3 separate regions of the Sus scrofa genome follow, and regions 1 and 2 are each linked to region 3. The links are chromatin contacts, called in public HiChIP or PLAC-seq and promoter capture Hi-C maps. All regions are on one chromosome and are shown on one strand. Each heading gives the region's core, a stretch centred on a gene start, on an enhancer-like site or on the middle of the called end of the contact. The rest is flanking DNA. Distances are from core to core; before and after follow the strand shown.

What was found. Promoter capture Hi-C pulls out the DNA fragments that hold promoters and counts their contacts. HiChIP or PLAC-seq counts read pairs in DNA pulled down with a chosen protein or histone mark.
Region 1: a contact with region 3 is called in a promoter capture Hi-C map of fetal liver, with 2.4 times the contacts expected there. The contact joins the promoter of PSMD5 here to the promoter of CNTRL in region 3. A contact is called at or near these places in 1 of 5 promoter capture datasets (fetal liver) and 1 of 2 datasets of contacts at active chromatin or transcription factors (alveolar macrophages).
Region 2: an H3K27ac HiChIP or PLAC-seq map of alveolar macrophages shows a contact between it and region 3. The contact joins the promoter of FBXW2 here to the promoter of CNTRL in region 3. A contact is called at or near these places in 2 of 5 promoter capture datasets (fetal liver and liver) and 2 of 2 datasets of contacts at active chromatin or transcription factors (alveolar macrophages and skeletal muscle).

Annotation. Positions count from the first base shown.
Region 1 is chr1:260,866,058-260,870,367 of Sscrofa11.1, reverse strand. It overlaps PSMD5 (26S proteasome non-ATPase regulatory subunit 5), which reads left to right and starts at 1,601. Exons shown (of 10, transcript XM_021068163.1): 1 at 1,601-1,872. The coding sequence starts at 1,700. It overlaps LOC102164650 (protein CutA homolog), which reads right to left and starts at 1,592. Exons shown (of 6, transcript XM_005660390.3): 1 at 1,032-1,592. The coding sequence starts at 1,496.
Region 2 is chr1:260,838,034-260,842,462 of Sscrofa11.1, reverse strand. FBXW2 (F-box/WD repeat-containing protein 2) reads left to right here and starts at 2,236. Exons shown (of 14, transcript XM_021068123.1): 1 at 2,236-2,328; 2 at 2,430-2,538. It overlaps LOC110256163 (a long non-coding RNA gene), which reads right to left and starts at 2,165. Exons shown (of 2, transcript XR_002337433.1): 1 at 2,094-2,165; 2 at 1,114-1,375.
Region 3 is chr1:261,131,672-261,136,126 of Sscrofa11.1, reverse strand. It overlaps CNTRL (centriolin), which reads right to left and starts at 2,551. Exons shown (of 44, transcript XM_021068196.1): 1 at 2,393-2,551.

The sequences.
Region 1 (4,310 bases), core at 352-2,851, 260 kb after region 3:
GTGGTCAAATACACGCTCCGTGCAGAACCTCTTGAAAGCTTCAACTATACCCTGATCCAAGGGCTGAAGATAGTTAGTGCTTTCCAGAGGGAGAAACACAATATCAACATTAGAATGAACAAAGAATATGAGTCTAGGTAATTGGGACACCGGTCCAAAGTTAGCAACACTGAATTCAAGATTTTTTTCTGGGGTGTTCCTGTTGTGGCTCAGCAGAAATGAACCCAGCTAGTATCCATGAGAATGCGGCTTCAATCTCTGGCCTCGTTCAGTGGGTTAAAGATCTGGCTTGCCATGTGGTGTAGGTCGCAGACCCAGCTCGGATCCTACATGGCTGTGGGGAGGCTGGCAGCTGCAGCTCCGATGTGACCCCTAGCCTGGGAACTTCCATATGGCGCACCTGTGGCCCTAAAAAAGATTTTTTTTTGTTAAATAATTCCAGGTTCGATGAGTAAGACAATTAGGAAACCAATCCAAAATGATGACAGCTGTTAAAGATACTGTTAGTGACCGCCAGAAAACAGGAAGGCGTTTATTTTTTTCCACAAGACAAGTAGGATTAGGATCTTCATAAAGCAGCAACGATTTTTATCATTTTCTCACCTGCATCGATGGCACAAAAAATGAGGGAAAATCTATCCTTAGCTTCCTCTAAACTTTCCGGATTTTTGTTTCTTTCCCCAAAAACACACGAAGGAAAGCACTTTCAAAACAGGCTCATCTCCTTGGCGTTGAAGACCTACTGAGACACAAAGCCTCCGGCTCCCCTCAGTTTCTGGAGTTGCTTGGAATACATGAGAGCCGACTGGGTATTTAACGGTTCTTCCTCCCCCACCAACTTCGAATTTCTCAGACTACAGCCACTTCCCCACTTCTCAAACCATCCCTTGTACGCTGAAAACTTCTCTGGGTTGCCCCCGCAGCTGGCCTTCGGCGTCAGAGACCGGCCCCCTTTGGTCTAATCCTACACCCAAAAGATTAACGCAAGTCTCCATCTTCTCAATGTTTACGACACGGGGAATGCACAGCACCTGGAGTAGATGGCGAAATATGCTGGCCCTGATGGCCTTCTCGTTTTGCTTCAGGATCCGTGTGGTTGCCTGACTGACGCCCAAAGGGCGCCCCACGCCGCCTTTACTCACGCCTTCCTCCAGGTTATCGAGAATTTTCATTTCGTCTTCCAGAGCCATGACCCTCCGCCTCCTCTTAAAACGTCTTTGGCCCGGGAGCAGTACGCCCATCCCTCCGCTCGGCCTAAGACGCTGCTCAAGCTGCAGCGGCCTCCACTTTAACCACTGCTGAGAGCCTGGCTTTAGAGCCGGGGGACGCCCGCAGGGCCGTTTAACCTTCGGTTGGTCCTCATTCTCCCTACTCCGCTTGCGGGGCACTTCCTCTGCCTTCCCTCTCGGTGGGAAAGAAGCAAACAGACCGCAGCATCGGACTGTGGAACTAACAGAGCCGTAGCCAAGATGACACCCCGCGCGACCCCGTAACATCAGCGACCCCAATGGGTCCTGGTCTCGCGAGGCTTAGCAGCCCCTGAGCGCGCGCGGCCGCCAACTCTGAAATGCTATTGGCTCGCCCTGGCTGGTCCCAGTCCTGCCAAAACTCAGGGAACAGAGGCTGCGCCAGGCGGATCTCGCGAGGTTCGGGAAAATGCGCCGGGAAGAGGGCCGGCACATAGGCGGGAGGGGGCAAGATGGCGGCCCAGGTGCTGGCGCTCCTGAGGGAGGTGTCGCGGCTGGAGGCGCCGCTGGAGGAGCTGCGCGCTCTGCAATCGGTGCTGCAGTCGGTGCCACTCAGCGAGCTCCGTGAGCATGCTGCGGAACTGCACCTCGGTCCGCTTTTCTCCCTGCTCAACGAGAACCATCGGTGAGAGGATCCTTCTACTTGAGAAGGGGAGAGTGACACCCCCAGTTATGGAGACAGGGATGGCGTGGTAGCGGGGGAGGCTTTTCCCAGTCTCAGAGAAGGTTGAATTTAGCTGAAATTTCAGAGAGGGGAGGATTCTGGGCTGAAAAGCGAAAGACAGTGTTCAAGTCCAGGCTCTGAGGTGTGCCCCTGGCAGTCGCTTGCCAGGGAGGACTCCACAATCCTATATCGAAGTCCTTGACTTTTCTCCTCCTCTTAAGAAGGGGTACTATCCTGGCAATTTGACCGGATCCATCAATATTTTAAACTCATACCTTTTGATCCAGTAATTCCTGTTATAGAAATTTAACGTAGAGGTATGCTCGCACACAAAATGTACTTTCATGATAGAAGGTGACAGCAAAACAAAAAAAAAAACCTAGGAACAACCTGAATATCCAATAAAAGGGGATTCTTAAATTGATGATACGTGACTATGTAATGCTATGAAGCTATTAGAAAAACTGAGGCAGATCCAGTATGTGGACATGGAAAGATCTCTAATATATGTTGCTGAATAAAAAGAAGAAAATTGAAGCCTTTATGATCTCATTATGTGTAATTTTAGAAAAGGATTACAGGAGTTTCCTGGTGGCTCAGCAGGTTAGGGATTCCACATTGTCACTGCATTGGCTCTAGTTACTCCTGTGGCACAGGTTTGATTCCTGGTCTGGTAACTTCTGAATGCCGGAAGGTGCAGCCAAAAAGGGGGGGTGGGGGCGGTTACAACCCTCCTACACCCTTGTGAACACAGGCCAGTGTAACATTAAGAGTATCTGAAACTATTAACATACAAGTGCAACTTTGAATGGTAGGTTGGCAACTATTTTCATTTTATGTACATCTGTAGTGTTTGATTTTAAACACTTTGTATTTGATCATCTGATAACTTAAAAGACTTTTGAAATGTTTGTGATCCAGAAATTGTAAAAGAGCTTTTCTTCTGGAAGAGAATGAAGCACTGGATCAACACTGGGTGATTTCAGAGGGTTTTCTTGGCTCTGACCTTCTAAAAGTCCTCCCTTTTCATATGTGTTCTCCCTCTGTTAATTTCTCTTAGTTAACATTCAAGTCTGCCTGTGCAATGTCTCTGTCCATTTTAATTCAGGCCCTCATTTTCTCCCTTTTGTTAGGTCTGTTGCATTAGTCTGACTTCTCATTCATTACCTCTGAGCTTCCTTTTCTAGTGTGTCCTTCCCACATTGCAACCACAGTGAACTGCCCAGGTCGTTTGGCTCACATCTTTTCCATGGTTTCCCATTGACTCCAGTGTAAAATCATGACTTGTTAGTCTGGCATTTGGACCTTACAATATGTTTCCACCCTACTTTTCCAGCCTCATCCTTTTTCTCCACTCTACACATTTCATCTGCTCCAGCTACCGCGTGGCAATACTTACTTTCCCTTGAGCATGACTTGGCACTTTCCTAACTTTGTTCACACCAGTCCTTCTAACTGAAATGCCTCACCCTCTCTCCAAATCTGTCCATCCTTTAAGGCCCAGGTGAATTACCACCTCATCCAAAAAGGCTTTCTCAGTCACTACAGTTGGCAAGGGACTGGCCACGGATCTCCAGATCTGTTAACTTCTATTAATGATATTTGACAGTATCGCTTTATGTTATAATTCCATATGTGTTTGTTTCTAATCTGTAAATTCTTTGAAGGCAAAGAATATTTTGTTCATCTCTGCATGCTTCCTAAGGTGTAGCACATAATACAATATATGGCAAATGAGACATTAAACTCATGAATTTTAGAGAGCCCACCTAGTCCAATCACTTTATATTAAAGATGAAGAGAGTTTCAGTGACCACAACATAAGTTAATACCAGAGTTGCAATAGGAACAGAAATTTAGGGGAGTTTGAAGACAAAGTTTCATGGGATAGGTGGTTTATTGAATGGAGGAGCAGTGCTCTAGGAAACAATTTTAATGGAAATTTAAAGATAAAGTTATTCAGAACTCAGCACGTCATAGCTACTAATTACGATTTGTGGGAACATTCATTCTCTGGATAGTGGATTGGCAATATACATTTTCCTGATTAAATCACACAGGTTTATATGTTGGTTTGGGGTTTGGTTTTGTTTTTTGGGTTTTTTTTGTTTGTTTGGTATATGGAGTTCCTGGGCTAGGCCAGGCCAGGGATCAGATCCAAGCTTTAGTTGCAACATAAGCCACAGCTGTGGCAACACGGATCCTTAACCCACTGTGCTGGGCCAAGGATCAAACGTGCATCCCAGTACTCCCAAGATGCCACCAGTCCCGTTGTGCCACAGCGGGAACTCTGGATCTTTGCTGATAGTTATAAATCTAGACTTGACTGGAATTTTTGTGAGGGAAAGTAAGTCCTAAGATTACTTCCTTAAACATAAAAGGCTAACAAGACTGTATGT
Region 2 (4,429 bases), core at 987-3,486, 290 kb after region 3:
CCTATCCAGGCTATGTTTCATGTTTTTCTTTTTGCATATCAATCTTTTTACCTGCAATCCATAGCAGTTTCTGTAATTAATTGGCTTGGAATAACTAATTACATTTATTTATTTTTTTTAATTTTTTTTTTGTCTTTTTGCCTTTTCTAGGGCCGCTCCCGCGGCATATGGAGGTTCCCAGGCTAGGGGTCGAATCGGAGCTGTAGCCACCGGCCTACGCCAGAGCCACAGCAACGCGGGATCCGAGCCGCGTCTGCAACCTACACCACAGCTCACGGCAACGCCGGATCGTTAACCCGCTGAGCAAGGGCAGGGACCGAACCCGCAACCTCATGGTTCTAGTCGGATTCGTTAACCACTGCGCCACGACGGGAACTCCACTAATTACATTTAAAGTTGGCTATGTATTCCTCAACAACCATCTTGCAATCTTGGAGATTTTTACAAAGTGGGAATATTTATTCTAAAAAAATTAAAATCAGAGGAAATTTTTTCATATACTAATTTGAACAATTAAATAGGTCTTGTTGGAGTTCCCATCATGGCTCAGCAGTACGAACCTGACTAGTAACCATGAGGACATGGGTTCAATCCCTGGCCTCTCTATGGGTTAAGGATCCAGCATTGCTGTGAGCTGTGGTGTAGGTCACAGATGTGGCTCAGATCTGGCATTGCTGTGGCTGTGGTGTAGGCCAGCAGCTACAGCTCCAATTCAACCCCCAGCCTGAGAATTTCCGTATGCCATGGGTGTGGCCTAAAAAGCAAAGAAAAAAAGATAGGTCTTATATTAAACACAAATTCTATTTTGCAATTTTCATTTATTTAGAGCCATATATTTTGTTCCTGGATCTCCTCAGGGCTTGAACTTAGACAACTTGGATTTTTTGTCCATGAGAGGTTCAAATAATATTGTCTCTGGGGCATTTCTGATCTCAGAGAGATAGCAGTGAGTGATGGCTTGAATCGAGATCTTAATTTTCTGCTCAGGAATTGAAGCTGGGCAGCCTAGAGGAAAACCAGGAATCCTAGCCACTAGACCAGCTAGAGGCTAGAAGTAGAATTGCCCTGATTCTTGCCCCCTGTTGAAAGCAAGAATGTTTCAAGGAGGCAAAGACTATAAAAATAGGTGCAAGCTTTATTATTAGAGTCACAGTAAAACATGTGGGAGAGCACACAGAGAAGCAGTTTATTAAGTCAGAAGCAAAGAATTAATACACACCCTAAAGAGAAGTGCAGGTTCGGACATCCCCTGAGGAGGAGCTCGCCAGAGAGGTGATTTAAATCACTTGTGTAGGACAGTTCTTCTGGGTCTTTGTTTTCCTTTGGCCAATTACCTTGTTTCATTTCTCACACACGACCAGATCCAGGGCCCTCCCTGATATGATGAAGTCCAGAGCAAAGGGTTCTGGGATTATATCAAGACTTACTATGGCCTGACACCCCCTCCCTTTTTGACCCTTAGGAATCTTACTGTGCATGTGCAATTGGGGAGCTCTCCCTGACCCCAGGAGTGATTTGAAGTGGTCATCTTATCTTTCTACTCCTGCAGAACTCAGCTCCGGCAATTAACTTTCTCCTTGAAGTGTCAAAGAGAAATAAGGCCCAATTTACTTGGCCTAACAAGTCCCAGCTGTTCTCAGCCCAGGGGCCCATCTACCTCCTACCTCATTTCCACCCGGAATTTTCAATTTGATGCATCAAACTCCTACCATATTGGGGTTGACCATTCGCTACAAATGCTTAGTTTTCTTGATTACCTTAGCACTGCCTTCTCTTTCATAAAGGTTATCCAATCTGTGTACCCATATTTGGACTCCATACTTGGCTTCCACCACAGAGAGTCAACTTTTTATTTCCCATGTTTCAAGTACCTTAGAAGTACTCAGGATGCGTGGAGCCTTGGCTGTGCCCTCACTAAATGGACTGACTACCTTACTGTCTATATGATATATCTATGCCACGCATTGTTTGATTTTGGACACATCTCTTAACTTCTCCCTCTCTCTCTGTAAAGTTATCATAATAAGGAAAAGTGGCTCAGAGTTTAAGATTAGACTGGATGAAAGACATAAACCCGCTGGACAAACACTCACGTGTACAGCTAAGGCAAGCAAACTAGTCCAGGAGCCACAGGTCGAAGCGGCCTTGCGCAAGCTCCACCTCCCTCTACGCGCCTCCGCCCTCCCGCTTCCCCTTTAAGGCGAGGCCGGAAATGCAGCCGCGTCCGCTGGGCGCCGCGGGAGTAGGGACGCGCGGAGATGACGCAGGCAGCACCGGAAGCCGCTCCCCTGTGAGGCTGCGGACCCCGAACGGCGGCCGCTGGTCCAGGTCTGATATGAGGCGGGGCTGGGGCGGAGAGGGGGTTGTCTAGCTCCCGCGCCTCTGCTGACCTGCCCCGCCTCGGGCTGTTTGTCTTTCTCTCCCTGCAGGCGCCATGGCTGCGGAGCGGACCCGGCCGCTGCGAGGCTCTGGCGGCCCGAGCGCGCCTAGTCGGTGTGAACCCGGCGCGAGGTCCCGGGCCCCGGGGCGCTCGCTCAGGTCAGTGCCGCGCGGAACACGGCTTCGGGAGCTGGGGACCTGGGAGCGACGAACGGATTGAAGGGATCTGGAGTTGATTTAGAGATGGAAGGATTAAGTCTCAGAGTGATTGCCTCTTGGTGCCTCAGTTTCCTTAGCTGCGAACTGAGTTAACAATGATGTCCCAGGGCTGCCATGAGTTTGAAAGATGATGAAGTGTAGATAGGTGGTTTATGAAGTATAGAGCGCTGTACTAATGCGAGGGGCTGCGCCATAATTATGCGTATGTTTTAGAAACAGGTGTGTATGTGAGGTGCTGTTTTCAATAAAGATAACAAGGTTCGTGTTAAGTAATGATGGTAACCGGCGTTTCTTGTAAGCTTACAGTGTGCGGGGCACTGTGCTGTTTTACGTGTGTTATCCTGTTTATCCTGTGAATACCGTTGTAGGTAATGCTGTTCCTGGTTACATTTTACAAGTGAGGAAACAGGGCTTGACATAGGTGAAGTGATTTTTCCAGGATCACCCAGCAACAAGTGGAATTGCAGAGCCCTTATTTTAGAAATACTATTTCTTTCTTAAAAAGCTTTAAAAAATTCCTTTTAAAACTGAAGGTGAATTTAAATAGATCGGATATTCACACGGTTTTAAATTTAAAAAGGGACCCTCACTCCTATTCCTCAGCCCTCCACTTTCCTCTGGAAGCAGCTGGTATTACCAGCTTCTTGAATATTCAAAAGGTGTTTTATATATATGTAGGTTTATTTTGTTAACGTTTTCAAAGCTTCTGTGCTCTTAAACTGCTGGTTATGCTGGATAAGAAAAGAGAGGGAAGGTGAAGCTTCCTCTTGAAGGACAACACATGTCTTGCTTTCACTCTTGATTAGGGAGGCCTGGTCCGGAGGCAGGAGAGATAGGCAAATGTATTCATCCTGTATTGTCAAAAATGTTATATATTTAGTAAGACCTAGGGATAGAGGTTTTGTTTTGTGTTGAGAGGGTGGGGGCTGGGCAAGATGCTTCGCCTGCTCCTTCCTGTGGGGACCCTGGGAAATTCACTCTACTTCCTGGGCCATAAATATCCACATTTGTTAGTTAAGCATAGCTCTGATACCTTACATGAGGTCGTGGATATCAAATGGAGTAATATCTGTGAGTAGTATTTTAGTCTTTTAAGCCAGTACAAATATGAGAGTTGCCTAGGAGAATATAAGGGGTTAACCATTTCCAGGTCTCCCATCTCCCAGTTCAGGAATCTTTTCATCATACCAGCTGTTTCAGAGCTTTGTGCTTGTTAATATTGAGGGCAGAAGGGCAAGTTTAATGTTTAGTCTGAAGTGTGGGGGGGGGAGACACCATGGAGTGTGGGGAGGTTGGAGAGAAAATGCACCTGGGGGAAATCATAGCCTCAAGTCAATAACTGCCCTTAATTATAAAATTAAACTCCCAGTAAGTTTGAACAATTGAGCTTTCTTTCGTATATTTTAAGCCATTTTAAGAGAAACTTTGTAGTTTATTATAGAGTTGGAAGGGATGTTAGTAAAGCTTTCCTGCCAGGTATTCACAGTAATAACTAACCAAAAGTGCCATTTGAGTGGGACTCTGTACTAAGCATGTCCCTACTCTTGTTTCTGATTCTCATATCCCTCAAGGTGAGCTGGCTTCCATTTTACAGATGATAAAACTGGAGCACAGAAGTTAGTTGAACATGTTCATGAGCGCATAGAAAGTGGCTGAATCAGTGAAAGATTTGACTGAGTCCAAAACAATTTCATTTACCTCGTGTTTTATATCCAGCTGTCTTTGACTGTTCCCAGTAATGGGAAGCTCACCACTCTGGAGGTGGCTCTTCCGTTATTGGAAAGCTCTGATATTTTAAAAGCTCCTCCCTATGTTGAATTGAAATCCCACT
Region 3 (4,455 bases), core at 1,302-3,801:
CTCTCCCCCCCGCCCCCTTTTAGGGCCACATCTGCGGAACAAGCAAGTTCCCAGGCTAAGGGTTGAATCAGAGCTGCAGCTGCCAGCCTATACCACAGCCACAGCACCACCAGATCTGAGCCGCATCTGTGACCTAAACGCAGCTCATAGCAATACTGGATCCTTAACCCACTGAGAGAGGCCAGGAATTGAACATGCATCCTCATGGATACTAGTTGGGTTCTTAACCTGCTGAGCCATGACAGGAATTCCGTGGTAGCAGTAAACTCTTGAACCACAATTTTAAGGGAGAGATGGGGATGTTGTTTGACCTAAGGTTGTAGTTTGCAACCATATAAACAAAGACAAGCAAAGACAGAGCTGAGACGGAGTGTGTAAAGGGGCAGGATAAAGAGAAAACAAAACAAGCAAAACAAGTCCAAAGCCGGAGATGCATTTTGAAGGCCCAGAAGGTAGTGTGAAGAGTAAGAGAAATCCATTGGAATGACGTGATTATCAGAATCATATGACCAGGCATTCTGTCATTCTCAGACTCAGATATTTGCCCTGATCTAAAAATTCCTTTCATCACAACTCAGCAGAGACCACACCTCCATCTCTACCCAGCCTTTCCTAACATTCCTAACTTTCCATCTTCTTCTCTGATCTTTTCCAAATAAAGCAGACCTCAATAATCCTCAAACCTTCCATCTCTCTTCCTGGCCACTCCAATATGCAAATATCCATCCCCATTTCTTCACTTCCATATCCCTCTCTACTGCATCCCTTAGCCCTTTAATCAGATCTCAGTACATTCCCTGCAATTCTACTTCATCCCATACCCTCGACCCCATCTAAATACTCTTACTCTCCTTCACTAGTCCTTTCAAATATCCTTAGTTCCCATTTCTTTCCAAAGGCAATTCTCCCACCTTGTGCTCATCAGCCTCTGCCTCCCATCCTTCCTCTCATTCTGATTGCCAAGTTCTCCCACAAATTCTGTTCCAATTCCCTATCACTGTATTAGTCTCCTCCATTTCTCTATAGCTCTTCCCAGTACCCTGCCTCCACACTTCTATATCCATCTTGAGTTCCTACACTGCTCATCAGAGCAAATATTCTAACATCCTAATCCATTCCAATTCTCTGACTTCTAATTATTCCTTCTTCAAACCTCTACCCTTTCCTCTTCATCTCAACCCAAGTGCCTGTCTACCTGCCCTTCCCTTCCAACACTTCGACAGCTGTGTCCTCCTCCATTCTGTTAACATCCTGATGTCCCCTCTCACAACTCTCCCCATTCTACTTAGGTGCCCCAACTCCAAGCTTCCCTTCTCTATTATTTACTCAGTCATTCAATTTTATTTAACAACTTTTATGCACCAGGAACTGTGAGGCTCTAAGAATACAGGGCTGAGATGGTAGGGTTTCTACACTCAAGATGCACAATTGTATTTTATCTCCCTATTATACATGGTCTCTGCATCGAAGAGTATCCTTTATAACAGCTTACAATTAGAATTAAATGATTATTTGTGAAACAACTTGATTACTGCTTGTTTCTTCTAGAGTTTAAGCTGTAAGAGAGTAGGGACTTAAGGCAAACGAGTTTCATCACTTAGAAAATGGGGACAAAAACCTCATGCAAGTTATTTTAAATTCTAATACATGCAAAGGACTTAGAACTGAATTCGGCACACAGTGTACACTCAAAAGTAATTAGCAATTATTCTTTTTTATTATTACTCAATGAATTTATCACATTTGTAGTTGTTAGCAATTATTCTTATAAGTGAGAAAACATTTGCTCAGGAAGGTTAAGATGCCCAGTCACAGAGCCGGTAACACAAGGTGGCAGAATCAAGACTTGAAGTCAAGTTTTGACTTCAAAATGCACCTGTTCCATAACCGTTATACAACAAAGTATTTGCTCTTCCTCTTCTTTTTAACATTTCTTCCCAGTATCCTAATTTTTGTTTTTATACATGTACCATATTCTGCCCAATCCCATGACGACCGTCAGGATACCCAAACCATCCTGCGTCTCTGTCACTCCCCAGCCCCTCCCTCCTCCTCTCGGTGGCCGGACCCCACCTTTCTCAGCGCTGCACCCCAGCGTTCACACTTCCCCACACTCCAGTCCTCCAGCCCAGCTGTCCCCGCACCCCCCGCCGCCCGCACCCCCCGCACCCCCCACCGCTGACCTCACTTCTCAACCAAACCTCCCTCCATCATCCTCCTCCCCACGCCCGTTCCGGGCCCTCCCCTCCTTTCCATCCAATCCCAACTCCCAGGCATACGCCCCCGCCGTGAATCCATCCCGCGCTTGGTCCAGGCCTTCCAGCCTTTGCCGCCGGCCCCCACGGCTCCGTACGGATGCCGGAGAACGGCCTTGACCAGGCCTGGCACTCACCACTGAGGAGCCAGGTGGAGTGGGATCGCTGGACGAGACCGGGCGGAGACACGCAAGTCGTTCCCTTCAGGCGCCCAGCAGCGCGGCGGCCATTTTCTTGTGTTGTGCCGGTTGCTGTGGGGCTGTGCGCGCGGCGTGGGCGGGGCCTGATACGACCACGCCCCTCCTCGGAGCTGGGGGTGGGGCTGGGCTTCCCGCCGTCTAGACCGCCGGCGCGCAAAGGCGCGCGGGAACCCGTGAGGGGCCAGGTTTCCTGCGGCTCCTCCGCCCAGCGGCGGACGCCTCACGCCTCGCTCCTCGAAGGCTGGGCCTCAGGACTGCCTGAGGCACCATTGTAGTCCTGTCACCAAGCTCCCGCACTTACGAGGCTGCCCGTCTGGCCTCTCAGCACGCTCCTCCTTTGCACAGCGCATTTCTAAGGTGAATTTTCTTCTTCAGGGACCAAACTGGCCGGACGTGGATGAACCGCTGAGCGAAAGTAGCTTGGGCGCCAGCTGCCACCCGGTTAAGGGAGGGAGAGCAGCCTGGGTGGAAGCTTTGGCAGAGAATGTTCCTCTGGTTGTGCCAGGGAAGCCGAAGCAAGAAGCAGTTGAAGAAACTTCGATTGGGGCTTGCCTGAAAGGGCTGCGTTTCACCATGTATATTCAACAGATAGTTTAAGAGAATTGAGCGGATACTGCGCCGGATGCCAGGGAAATATACAGCGACTTCTTTCAAAAGACCAAGGACACTTTCCTGCGCTCCAGCCTCCCATTTCCAAGCTGGTACCCTGGACAGTGACAGCATCCGCGGTCACACCATCCCCGGAAATCACCAATGCAAGCATTACCTCTCCTTTACCATAATTCTCCAATCTTTTTTGGGGTTTTCTTTTCTTTCTTCCTTCCTCCCTCCCTCCCCCCACCCCGTCTTTTTTTCGTCTTTTTAGGGCTGCCCCCCTGCAGCATATGGAAGTTCCCAGGCTGAGGGTTGAATCAGAGCTTCAGCTGCTGGTCTACGCCACAGCAGCAGCAACTCCAGATCTGAGCCTCATCTGTGACTTATACAGCAGCTCACAGCAATGACAGATCCTTAACCCACTGAGCGAGGTCAGGGATTGAACCCGTGCCCTCATGGATACTAGTCAAGTTCCTTATGGCTGGGCCGCAAGGGGAACTCTCATAATTCTCCATTTTTAACAGCTTGCTTGCTAGAAAGACCTCGAGATAGTACAGTTAATTCTCTTCGTTGTGACCTCCAATTCCTTGTTCTTACCATTTTCTCACAATCAGTTCTTCCATTCTTCGCCAGACAGTTCATTGTCCATCTGTGTAACACTATTTTAGGAGTTTTCTCTATCTGAGCTCAGTTTCCTCATCTAGGAAATGGGATAATTCTACCTACTTCCGATAGTTACCCTGGTAATTATAAAAGTTCTTTCAGGTGAAAGAACTTAGAACTGTTCTAAGTATTTTCACATGCCCTGTAATAAGTTCTCAGTATGTTTTAGCTATTTTAATATTAGACAAAAGTTCCCGAAGAAGTGCTGCCTCATCCTAAGTCCTGAAAGAGGCAAAGAACTTAGTCAAGGAGTATGGTAATGGGGAAGAATGCACTTGACAAAGGGAAAAACTTGTGCAAATCCTAGGAGGAGGGAAAGAAAAAAAGCTTGGCTGGATGTTAAGTAGAACAGGATGGCAGCCAAAAATATGGAATGTAGAAGCCAAAACTGGAGAAGGGGCCTTATTATAAGCTATATAAGGCGCTTGTAATTTTTTCTAGAGGCGGAGATGGATTATGGTATAGGAAATTCAGGAGACTTCCAGCAGGGGGCGCCACTCACATTCATTTTCATGTGAATGTTGCTCCCCTCTGTCCCACCATTTATGCAAAACGGAAGGAGGGCCTTGGAGTAGTAGAAAAGCCAAAATTCATGAAAAGCTTCACATTTCAAATTAAAAGGAAGATGAATCTTTTTTAAATTCTAAGTTCTGGTGATATTTATTGGTTTGGAATGTGTACATTATTGAATTTCAGTTCTATTTTTTGATTGTTTATCTTGATGCTGGTTTCTTTTTCACTTT